2 separate regions of the Mus musculus genome follow, and region 1 is linked to region 2. Evidence: chromatin contacts called from public Hi-C data. All regions are on one chromosome and are shown on one strand. Each heading gives the region's core, a stretch centred on a gene start, on an enhancer-like site or on the middle of the called end of the contact. The rest is flanking DNA. Distances are from core to core; before and after follow the strand shown. Region 1 overlaps Ralgps1 (Ral GEF with PH domain and SH3 binding motif 1). Region 2 overlaps Ralgps1 (Ral GEF with PH domain and SH3 binding motif 1).

Region 1 (4,929 bases), core at 446-2,945, 170 kb before region 2:
AGTCCAGCCAGGGGACTTTCCACATCAGAGATGCTCAGTCATCACCTGCCACGTGATCCCACAAACCTTTTCCTGGCATTACTGGCTGCCTTTGGTCTTTCCATGTTCCCTTTCTATCCTGAAGTTAAGCTTGTTAACATTTAAATCTGCCAGGTGGGCCATGGATGGGTGACTCAGTAGCCAAAGATCTGCCTAGTATGTGGCAGAACCCAGGTTCCATCCCCAACACTACAGGAAGCTAGTCAGAGCACGCACACACCCATGCTGGCCGCTGGTTTCCTTGGCTTCCTGACATTATTGTGACCCTGAGGGAGAGCTGCTTTCTTCTAAGACTAAAAACACAAATCTGTTTTTCCTCAAATGTTTTAATTTGGGGGGGGGTCTGTTTAACTATTCCCTTTTGCTGAGCATTTATTCTTTTTGTTTGTTTGTTTTTGCTTTTTTGTTGTTGGTTTTTGAGAGAGGGTTTCTCAGGCGGTTCTAGAACTCACCCTGTAGACCAGGCTGGCCTTGAACTCAGAGAGATCCAGCTCTGCCTCTCAGATGCTTGTATAGAGGGGAGAATTGATGAATTTATGTTATTGTCTCAAAGGGAGTTAAAGCTTAAAAGGAAGATTTAAACGTATTTTTATTTTATGTGTACTGGTGTTTTGCCTGCATGAATGTGTGTACTGAGTGCATGCACTACTTGTGGAGGCCAGAAGAGGGCGACAGATCCTTCGGGACTGGAGTTGCAGATGGTTGGGGGCCACCACATGGGTGCTGGCAGGTGTGTGTGTGTGTGTGTGTGTGTGTGTGTGTGTGTGTGTGTGTGTGTGATGGGTCCACTGCAAGAGCAGTGAGTACTTTTAACCAAGGGGCCATCTTCAGCCCCTAGAACTCTTTAACAAAAACATTAAGTTTATTGATTCTGTGTGTGTTTGAGTGTGTATGTGTGTGGAGGTCAGAAGACAGTTTACAGAGGTCTTTACCATGTGGGTCCCAGGGACCAAACTCAGGTTGTCAGGCTTTGGTGGCGTGAGCCTTTGCCCCTGAGCCAAGCCCTTAAAACCTTTTAATGAGAGTTTATTGTTTTCTTCAGGTGACTTCTGCACATTTCTTTAAACTCCTTGCCCAGGTCTGCTCTGGTTTGAGCTGTTGTGTTTATTGCTGGATGCCGTTAGTGGAAAGGAACCGACTTTGAGGCTGGATGCCTGGCACCCAGAGTTCCTTCCCTCAAGCTAGTCCTGTTTGCTCATTCATGTCTTCCTTCCCCGGGTTTCAGGGCTGAAACCATTTCATTCATATTTTAAGTTTGTTTGTTTCTCCAGCAAAGTTTGGAGAGGAGAAAGCAAATATGGGGGTGCACTTCATGCAGTGGAGAGCAAACTCAGTTTATGGAGTGCTGTGAAAATGTCCCCTGTCCTCACACACTTGTGGACATTCACACCCCTCTCATCCCAACAGGGCCCTATAGCGTGTGGGATGGGGCTGCAAGAGCTTGGCGAGCTGGTTGAGCCCCTGCTTTAGCCTCTGTTCACAGGTGACAGACCCTGTGTGCCTCTGTCTGCCAGCTGCCCACTCGCCTCATCCTCTTGGCACAGTTCCTCTCCTCTTGGGGGCTGCCCAGCTACTTGTTACGAAGTTGGGGCCAAGGACAGTGCTTGTGGTGTTTGTTAATGAACGTGTGATTGCAGATCCACCACCTACCCCTACCCTCCTGGTTTCAAGAAGAGGAACTTGGTCTCAGGACTTGGAGGAGTGACTGAAGAGAACAAGAGCCTCATTGTGAACCAGGCCAGCACCAGGCATCCCAGCTCAGGGCTCTCTGGCTTTGTGTGTAGGATCGTGTACCCCTTTACTGTACACCTTGTCGTTTCTGAATCTTCATTGGCAAGGGTCACCGTGTGGAAGCAGGGACACAGTGGGGGACTGTTCAGGGGTCTTGGGTGGCTTGGGTTTTGGGAGGAGACTTGGCTACAGAGAAGCACAGAAGCATCTCTGCACCTGCCGGGCAGAGACTGTGACCCCTCTCCTTGAAGTAACATTGCTTGCTTAGTCCCAAGGCAGATGTTCTTTGAATCATTAAAATCAAGCATGTGATTGAGTGGAGAGGGGCCCAGAATACTAGACTCCTGATCTAGACACCCCACATCCTTAACAACGCAGAAGGGAATCTTCTTCCCAGACTTCTGAGCCATCTTCACAAAGATGGGTGTCTCACATCTCCTCACTTGCCTTTCCCAGAGCGCTCTCTAAAGCCCATTGGCCACAGCAGGTCTGACTCACTGTGGCCCTGCTGCAGGAGGGCCCATGCTTGTGACTTCTAAAATAGAGAGTACTGGAGGAGGGGCAGAAGCAGAGCAGGCTCAGGCTCCTCCCCATTGGTCTTCCACACAGCTTCTGTGCATGAGCCAGCAAAGAGTGGTGCTCCCAGTGCAGTGACCGTGACAGCACATCCCAGTTCACCCCTGGATGCGGCTCTTTCTCCCAACCTGTTTGGGATCCATTTTCATTCGTGCTTGCAACATTTGGAAGAAATCACACTCCTGTAATTGGGCAGGCTTGGTTGTATGCATTTTCTTTGAGACAGCCTCTACTGTCTTAGGAAAAAGTGATCATTCTGCTTTGCCCTTAGGGCCTGCTCATTGGCCTGCTCATCTCAGGCCGTCCTGTGCTTTCCTGAGCTGACAGTCTTGAGGAGCGCTTTGCCTGGGAAGAACCCAGGGCTGCATCTGGGCTTTTCCTTTCCCTCTCTGGGACTCCCCCCACCCCCAAAGAGCAGAGAAAGACGCGGGGTTGTTCTGTGGTTCTGATAACAGCTGCCACGCTCTTAAGGAATTACATCATGAGAACTGCTTTTACTCTTGCATTGTTTGGGTTTCCAGGAGGGTTGGCAGCAAGAGTGTGTTTGCCTGTGTATGCAGGAGACAGGGTGGGGAGGGCTGAGAGGTAGAGAGGTCGAGGGAGGGTGGGAAGAATGGGTTTTTGTGTGTACAGGCTGCTGTGCCCAGCCTAAGCAGCTGATACCACCTTCCCTATGGATACAGAGTTCAGATGTGAAAAGATGTGTCTGCACATAATAGTTGAATCCATCTCCCTCAGTCACTGTATTTACATCTGCAGAGTGGCGTCTTAGTATTGCTGTTGATGTGAAGAAGCATCAAGCCCATGGCAACTCTTAGAAGGAAAACATTTATTTGGGGCTGGCTTATAGTCCAGAGGTTTGGTCCATTATTGTCACGATGGGAAGCATGGTATCTGAAACCTCAAAGTCCACTGCCAGGGACACACCTCCTCCTAATAGTGCCACTCCCTATGAGCTAGGGGCCATCTTCATTCAGACTACCACAGAGGAGGTTTACAGAATGCATGCAAGTCCTGTCTCCAGAGTCCGGGACAAAGCCTCTGTGGCAGAGGCACTGAGGGCCAAGCTGTATTTGCTGTCCTTGGGTCTAGGGCTGGAATCCTGCACAGAGCAAGGGTTGGTGAACCCTTCACTTGTGATCGGACGAGGGGAGAGCAGAGGCAGGCACTGATGCTGTGGCCACACAGGCTCCTGTCCTGCTCGCTGGGCTTCCTCAGCACCTGTAAGATGGGAGGACACAGCTGAGGCAGTGAGAAGGAGCCTCTGCTGACTGTGCTCTGGGACCCAGTGCCCCATGCTGTGCTCGCACGCTTGAGGCCACCTCCCATCTCCTGACCCGGAAGACCCCTCCTCAGCTTCATACCAGCACTGTGGCTCTTCTTAGTGGCCCCATGTTGGCCCTTTTAATGCCCTACCTAGTTACACACTTCATCATGTGCAGGAAAACTGGACTGCCCCAGTCCTTCAGAATCCACGCATACATGCTGAGGACAAGGCTCAGAGATTGGTAGGACTTTCTGCTCTTCTCCTGGACCTGAGTTTAGTTCCCAGCCCTACAACTGCCTGTAACTCTAGCTCTAAGGGACTCAGTGCTATCTTCTAGCCTCTGAGAGTATATCAGCATATACACAGGATGCACATGCGTGTGCACACACACACACACACACACACACACACACACACACAAAATAAAATAGAAATGGAATTTGCTACCACTTGTTCACAACCTTGAATTAGAGGATTCCCAGTACCTCCAAGGAAAACCCCTAACCCCGCAAGCCCACCCGCACCCCTCCCCCACTGCTGCCTCTACTGCTCCATGCACTCCTCCCTGTAGCCTACGATGTCCTTCTGCTGTGTCCCAGCCTATCTGTCCACTGCTTCCCACCCAGTCCCAACCCAGGTACTCAGCAGCCTCAGGCCCTGTCCTGGATGGGAGAGTGTTGCTCCAACCGTTTTCTGCACATGGATAGATGAGAGCTGCTGTCCATCAGTGAGGCTATTTCTGTCATGTTGAGACATGCAGGAGGCAGACACAAACAAGCCTTTTGCCTTTCTAACGTCTGCCTTCCATGGAAAATATGATGGGCTACACAGGTAGACTGGGGCCAGGGGAAGGGGAAGACAGATGGGAGAATCCCATGCTTGGTTCCCTGGAGCCCGCTATGGGGAGCAACCTTCCCAGGAATGGAAGCCCACATTCTCACAAAGCACAGAGCACTGGCTAGTTGGTTGGTTTGTTTGTTTAATGTTTAAATTAATTGTTTGCCAGAGAGTGGTGGTGCACGCCTTTAATTCCAGTACTTGGTAGACAGGCAGACGAACCTCTAAGTTCAAGGGCAGCCAGGTCTACACAGAAAAACCCTGTCTTAAAAAACAAAACAGACAAACAAAAAAATAAAGCTAATTGTTTACATTGGAAAAGAGAATGGGAACTTGTGACTAGAAGCTTGTGAGGGAAGGACACAATGCTACAGTGAGTAATAACCCTGGCAGTGACATTACAGTAAGTAATAACAGCTGCCCTGCCCTGCATAAGTGCTTCACATGCCCTTCCCGTGCTGTGGTGGAAGCCTGTATCA
Region 2 (4,662 bases), core at 2,077-4,576:
TGCATGTTCCCTTTCTGTCTCTTCTGTCTCCCTGTGTCTGACTTCCTAGGTGAGAACCCAAAACTTTCATAGTTAAAATCAAAACTAACAGAGACCCACAGTTTGTCACCATGGAGAGAGTAAGACATACTATGGAGTGCTCAGTCCTAAACGGCACACCTGTGTCAGACCCATCTTTCCAAAGCTCAGCGGCAGCTCAGACAGAAAGGATGTTCAGTACACTACAGTGCTGCTGTACGAGAGGGCGGAAGGACGTCCAGTACAGTGCTGCTGTGGCTGTGGAGTCTCCTCTGAGAACCATGATGTAACCCGGGTGTGATCTCCCTCTTGAGCAGCTTGGGAGCTGTTGGTCAACACTGAGGTAGGAGTCTGCTGCACCCTAGGCTTCTTATGCTGTGATGCTCATGGTCATGGTTCATAAGTGGCGCCACTGGGCAGGCCTGTTGGAAGTTTGCATGGCGCCTTCTGGTACCAGGAAAGCTATTCCCTGCAGAGGAAGATCCAGCTTGAGTCCCCTGGCTCCTGTGTCCTAGTTGTATGGTGTTTTCAACAATAGGGACTTTCCTTTCGCCTCTGAGGGGCAACCAAACGTAATAGCAGTAGGCTCTAATATTTTGAGTCTCTTGGACATCTCTGACCAACAGCTCAAAAAAGGGCTTCTCATAGCTGGTGTTGGGGTTTCTGTTAGATAGTCTATGGCTCTGTGGGGAGCGCTATCATCTGGTCTCTTCATTCTTTAGGAGGCCCCAATGGCCCCTTGTGCCAAATCTGCCAGGCTTTACCACAACAGATATACCAGTCCTAAAAAAGAACTGCAGATCGTTGTGGCTTTCTTTGTGCTCGGAAGCTGTGGGGATAGTGTCTGATTTCCTCAGGAGGCTTTATGGATGAGTGTTAGGAATCAAGTTGATGTCATGCTTCTCAATTTTAGCAACTTTCTCAAATTTTTTTTTAGTTATTTAAAAGGTTTTTTTTTTTTTTTTTTTTGGTTATTAAAGAGTTTACTGAGACTTCTTGACACAACTTCAAGAAGTTATTTGTTTCTATCAAGCATTTGTTTCATCTATCTTGTTTGTTTTTTTCCCTTATTTTTGAGAGTTTCATGCATATATACAATGAAATATGAGCCCATCTACCCACATCTTCTGCCTTCAGATCCTCCTTTTATTCCCCCTCCACAGCCTCTCCCAATTTCATACAAGTTTTTTAAAGTAACCCACCAAGCCCATGTGGTGCTGCCCAGGAGTGAGTGGGGTGGGCCATCCACTGCAGCATGGGAACTACAGAAATGATGCCCTCAATAGAGAACTCTTCTCCTTCCCCAGCAGCTACCCACTACCAGAGCTCCTCAGTGTGGTGTGGAGCCTGCAGGTTGTCTCCTGTCTGTGCCAGGATTTTGGCCGGCTTGATCTTGTGTTGTGGATTACTTTAGCTGCTGTGAGTTTGTGTGCCATAGACATGTATGTCAGAAGACAGCGTGGCACAGGGCTTCTCTAACCTCTCACTCTTACTGTTCTCTCCACCCCTCTTCCACAGTGTGCCCTGAGCCAGAGAGGAGATGGGGGGGGGGGGGGCAGATACAGATATCTTACCAAGGGCTGAGCTCTCACGCGTTCTCTCTCTCTCTCTCTCTCTCTCTCTCTCTCTCTCTCTCTCTCTCGTCTCTCGTCTCTCGTCTCTCGTCTCTCTGGTCTCTCTCTCTCAAACATATTTTTATTGATTATTTGGGAATTTTATACAATGCACCCTGGTCACCCTTACTTCCAAGTCTGTCCCCTTAACCCTTGTAGCTCAAAAAAGAATCAAACAAAACAAAACACCAGCCAAGTCCAGTTTGTGCTGTCTGTACAGTCACTGGAACATGGCCACACTCTCGGTGGCCAGCCCTTAAAAGTGAGTCCTTCCCACTAACCGCACCCTGCCAGAGCCACCTACCATGGAGAGCCACACTTCAGCCTCCTCTCCACATCTCCTCGATGGTTTCCTTCTAGGTTGTTAGGGGTGTGTGTGTGTGTGTGTGTGTGTGTGTGTGTGTGTGTGTGTGTGTGTGTATGTGTGTGTGTGTATGGGGAAGGGAGGTTATCACAGGAGTCTTCTATGTTTCTCAAATGTGAGTCCTCAGTCATCAGTACCAGTACAGCAGATGCTTCCTTGTCCTTCATAGTCAACAGGAGTGAGGTTCATGGGCTTCTACATGGTTTCTGGTGACAGCACTGATATCCACCCTTGTGTCAGCAAGTGCCGTGGACCTCAGCATCGTCTCTGGTGGTAGGATGGGTCATGGACACCAACATAGTCCAATAGTAGCACGGCCTGGGGACATTAACATGGCTTTAGGTGGCAGCATAGACCAAGGATATCTATCTGTATGGCCTTCCATGGTAATACAGGTCATGGGCATCAGCACTGCCAGCCGCAGCACTGCCCAGTCATGGTCCCCAGTGGCAGTGGACCACAGACATCAGCACAGCCTCAGAGGCAGTGCAGACCTCTCACACCTGGCGTTCCCATCTCTCCAGTGATGCCTGCCCTCTTCAAAAAGCAGTTTTGTGGACCAAGGTTGAGAGCAGTCCAAGTCTATGGGTAGAACTGTAGATATTTTGAAGGCATTTTAAAAAGAAAGCTGCGACTGTTTTAACTTCTCTGCACACTTGGAACCATTTCCCTTCTCATCCCTACTTATATGCCAATCTTTTTAAATTTTTATTTCCCCCTTAATCATACATATTAAAAGCTTGACTGCTTTATTTTTTTTTTAATTCTTTGTTTGTTTGTTTTCTAAGACAGGGTTTCTCTATATAGTCCTGGCTATACTGGAACTCACTCTGTAGGCCAGGCTGGCCTTGAACTCTGAGATCCTCCTGCCTCTGCTTCTGAGTGTTGGGGCTGCAGGTGTGCTCCACCACCGCTCCCCCCCCCCCCCCCAGAATTAAACATCAAACATCACCTTTATTTGTCACTTCTGATATAGAAAATTTTATGGGCCAAGAAGATGGCTCAGTGAGGACAGGCACCAGCAGCTACAGCTGACCCCCTGAGTTCCATCTCCAGAGCCCGTGTGGCAGGAGGCAGGAGACTACTTCTAAGAGCTGTCTTCTGGCTTCCACATGTGCATCGTAGTGTGCATAAATGTCATTTAAATTTTTCAAGTTATTTCTGCTTTTGTGTTTTTATTTGTTTTTCTGCTTCTATGAAATGAATAGTCTCCTTTCTTATGTAAAGTGTTAATGTGCCTGCAGCTGCATTTCTTTCCCTCGGTTACACAGCTCCGTGGCGTATGTGCATAGCTTGTAGTTTGTGAGGCTTTCCTCTCTTCAGTACGGTTAGTTTATACAATTTGTTTTCACTCCCTGGGCAGAAGAGGGGATGGAGCTGCTCCAGACCCACTGAGCACGTGGGTTCTGAGCGTGGGGGGCCTGATTTCTCCCAAAGGAAATCGGGGTTGTTTCCAAGAGTGGGGAGTAGGGTGTTGGGCAGAGCAATGCGTCAGCTTCTTTTCTTTTGCCAATAAAGTTAATGAAAGATCAGTGAAAGTTTTTTACACAGCACAGTGTCCAGCGCAAAACAAACCCATTACCAGTACACAGATGGCTGCCTCCCTCACGCTTCTTACCTGCTCTGCCTCACGGCTGTCTGGGTGGGTGGGGGCCTCTGGCTGGGCCATCACCTCCTCACGCCTGTAGATCTCCTGAGGAACCTGAGGCTATGCCCTCATTTCCTAGGGAGGCTGGAGGGGGTGGCATTCTCCTGCGCCCCAGGGGTCAGTCCTGCTAAGGGACTCTGCCCACGTGCATTTGCAATTACTAACAAGGCCATGTGCTCACACCGGAAACCATGTCTACTCCCCAGCTGACACGTGACTGCCCCATGCTGAAAGCCTGGGAAACATTTGTCTCTCTGGCAGTCAGAGGCCACAAACTTTCCATAAGGCCTAGACTTTATATAAGGATTCATTCTGAAGTTCCCAGTTTGCATGATAGATGTTAATTGGCAGGCATTAATTAATACAATCGTCTCCATCCTCCTCTCAGGGAGCCAGGGCTGCCCGCAGACAGTGGGTCTGCTTGCTGCTGTCTTAAAGACCAAAGCAAACCACGCAGCTCTAATGAGCAGGCACTCTGTTATTTCATTTGGTATTTACCAGGATGGTTTATGGGGTGGAACCACACAAGTGTAGCTCTGGGGGCCAGCTCCTCATTTCTGAATTCTGAAAGTCATCTTTTCAGGCAAAGCAGAAAGAGCGTGGAAAAAAGTCTTTCATCTCAGACTTTGAAAGAGAAAATAGAAAGTGGTAAAATGGAAAAGCTGCGTGTTCTCCTGCCGGGCAGGTTTCTTTTCCCCTCGACACAGCAGAATTTTTCCATATTGAAAAGATAGGGGTGTGAGAAAAACCAAAACCAGACTGGGGCTGGAAGTGAGACAGGACGGCCAGGAAGAACAAGGGTGCAGTGAGCCTTCCCTGGGCTTGTGGGGCTCCAGGCCAGCCATGGGCTTTGGCTCAGCCTGGCTGCCTGCTCCTGGCTTGCAGAAGCCACTGCGCTCCACCAGGCAGGGGTCCTCTCTGAAGGCATCGCCTTTGTCAGCCGGTACAAAGGTGGCACAGGGCAGAGGCGAAGTTGGGGGAACCGTGTGCCTCAAAGGAAGGCTAGTCTGTGAGCAGGC

The links. A called contact is a pair of places that touch in the nucleus more often than the background predicts.
Region 1: a Hi-C map of uterus shows a contact between it and region 2, with 7 times the contacts expected there. The contact joins two enhancer-like sites. A contact is called at or near these places in 2 of 39 promoter capture datasets (embryonic stem cells and trophoblast stem cells), 4 of 15 datasets of contacts at CTCF or cohesin (embryonic stem cells, large pre-B cells and pro-B cells), 19 of 484 Hi-C or Micro-C datasets (the G1E-ER4 cell line, the HL-1 cell line, bone marrow-derived dendritic cells and 8 more) and 11 of 115 datasets of contacts at active chromatin or transcription factors (the HPC-7 cell line, bone marrow-derived macrophages, embryonic basal ganglia and 6 more).

Annotation. Positions count from the first base shown.
Region 1 is chr2:33,343,582-33,348,510 of GRCm38.p6, reverse strand. All of the region lies in intron 1 of Ralgps1 (Ral GEF with PH domain and SH3 binding motif 1), which reads left to right. Among named protein-coding and RNA genes, the nearest start is that of Ralgps1, 25 kb to the left of the region's middle. Within about 2 kb of position 1,695, at least 79 of the 459 cell types and tissues checked have an H3K27ac peak or open chromatin away from gene starts, as enhancers often do. A contact at or near this core is called in uterus, where this site is marked.
Region 2 is chr2:33,179,220-33,183,881 of GRCm38.p6, reverse strand. The region is part of intron 8 of Ralgps1 (Ral GEF with PH domain and SH3 binding motif 1); the gene reads left to right. It overlaps Gm13528 (a long non-coding RNA gene), which reads right to left. Exons shown (of 3, transcript XR_866131.3): 2 at 1,936-2,313; 3 at 1-487. Among named protein-coding and RNA genes, the nearest start is that of Gm13528, 6.2 kb to the right of the region's middle. Within about 2 kb of position 3,326, at least 33 of the 459 cell types and tissues checked have an H3K27ac peak or open chromatin away from gene starts, as enhancers often do. A contact at or near this core is called in uterus, where this site is marked.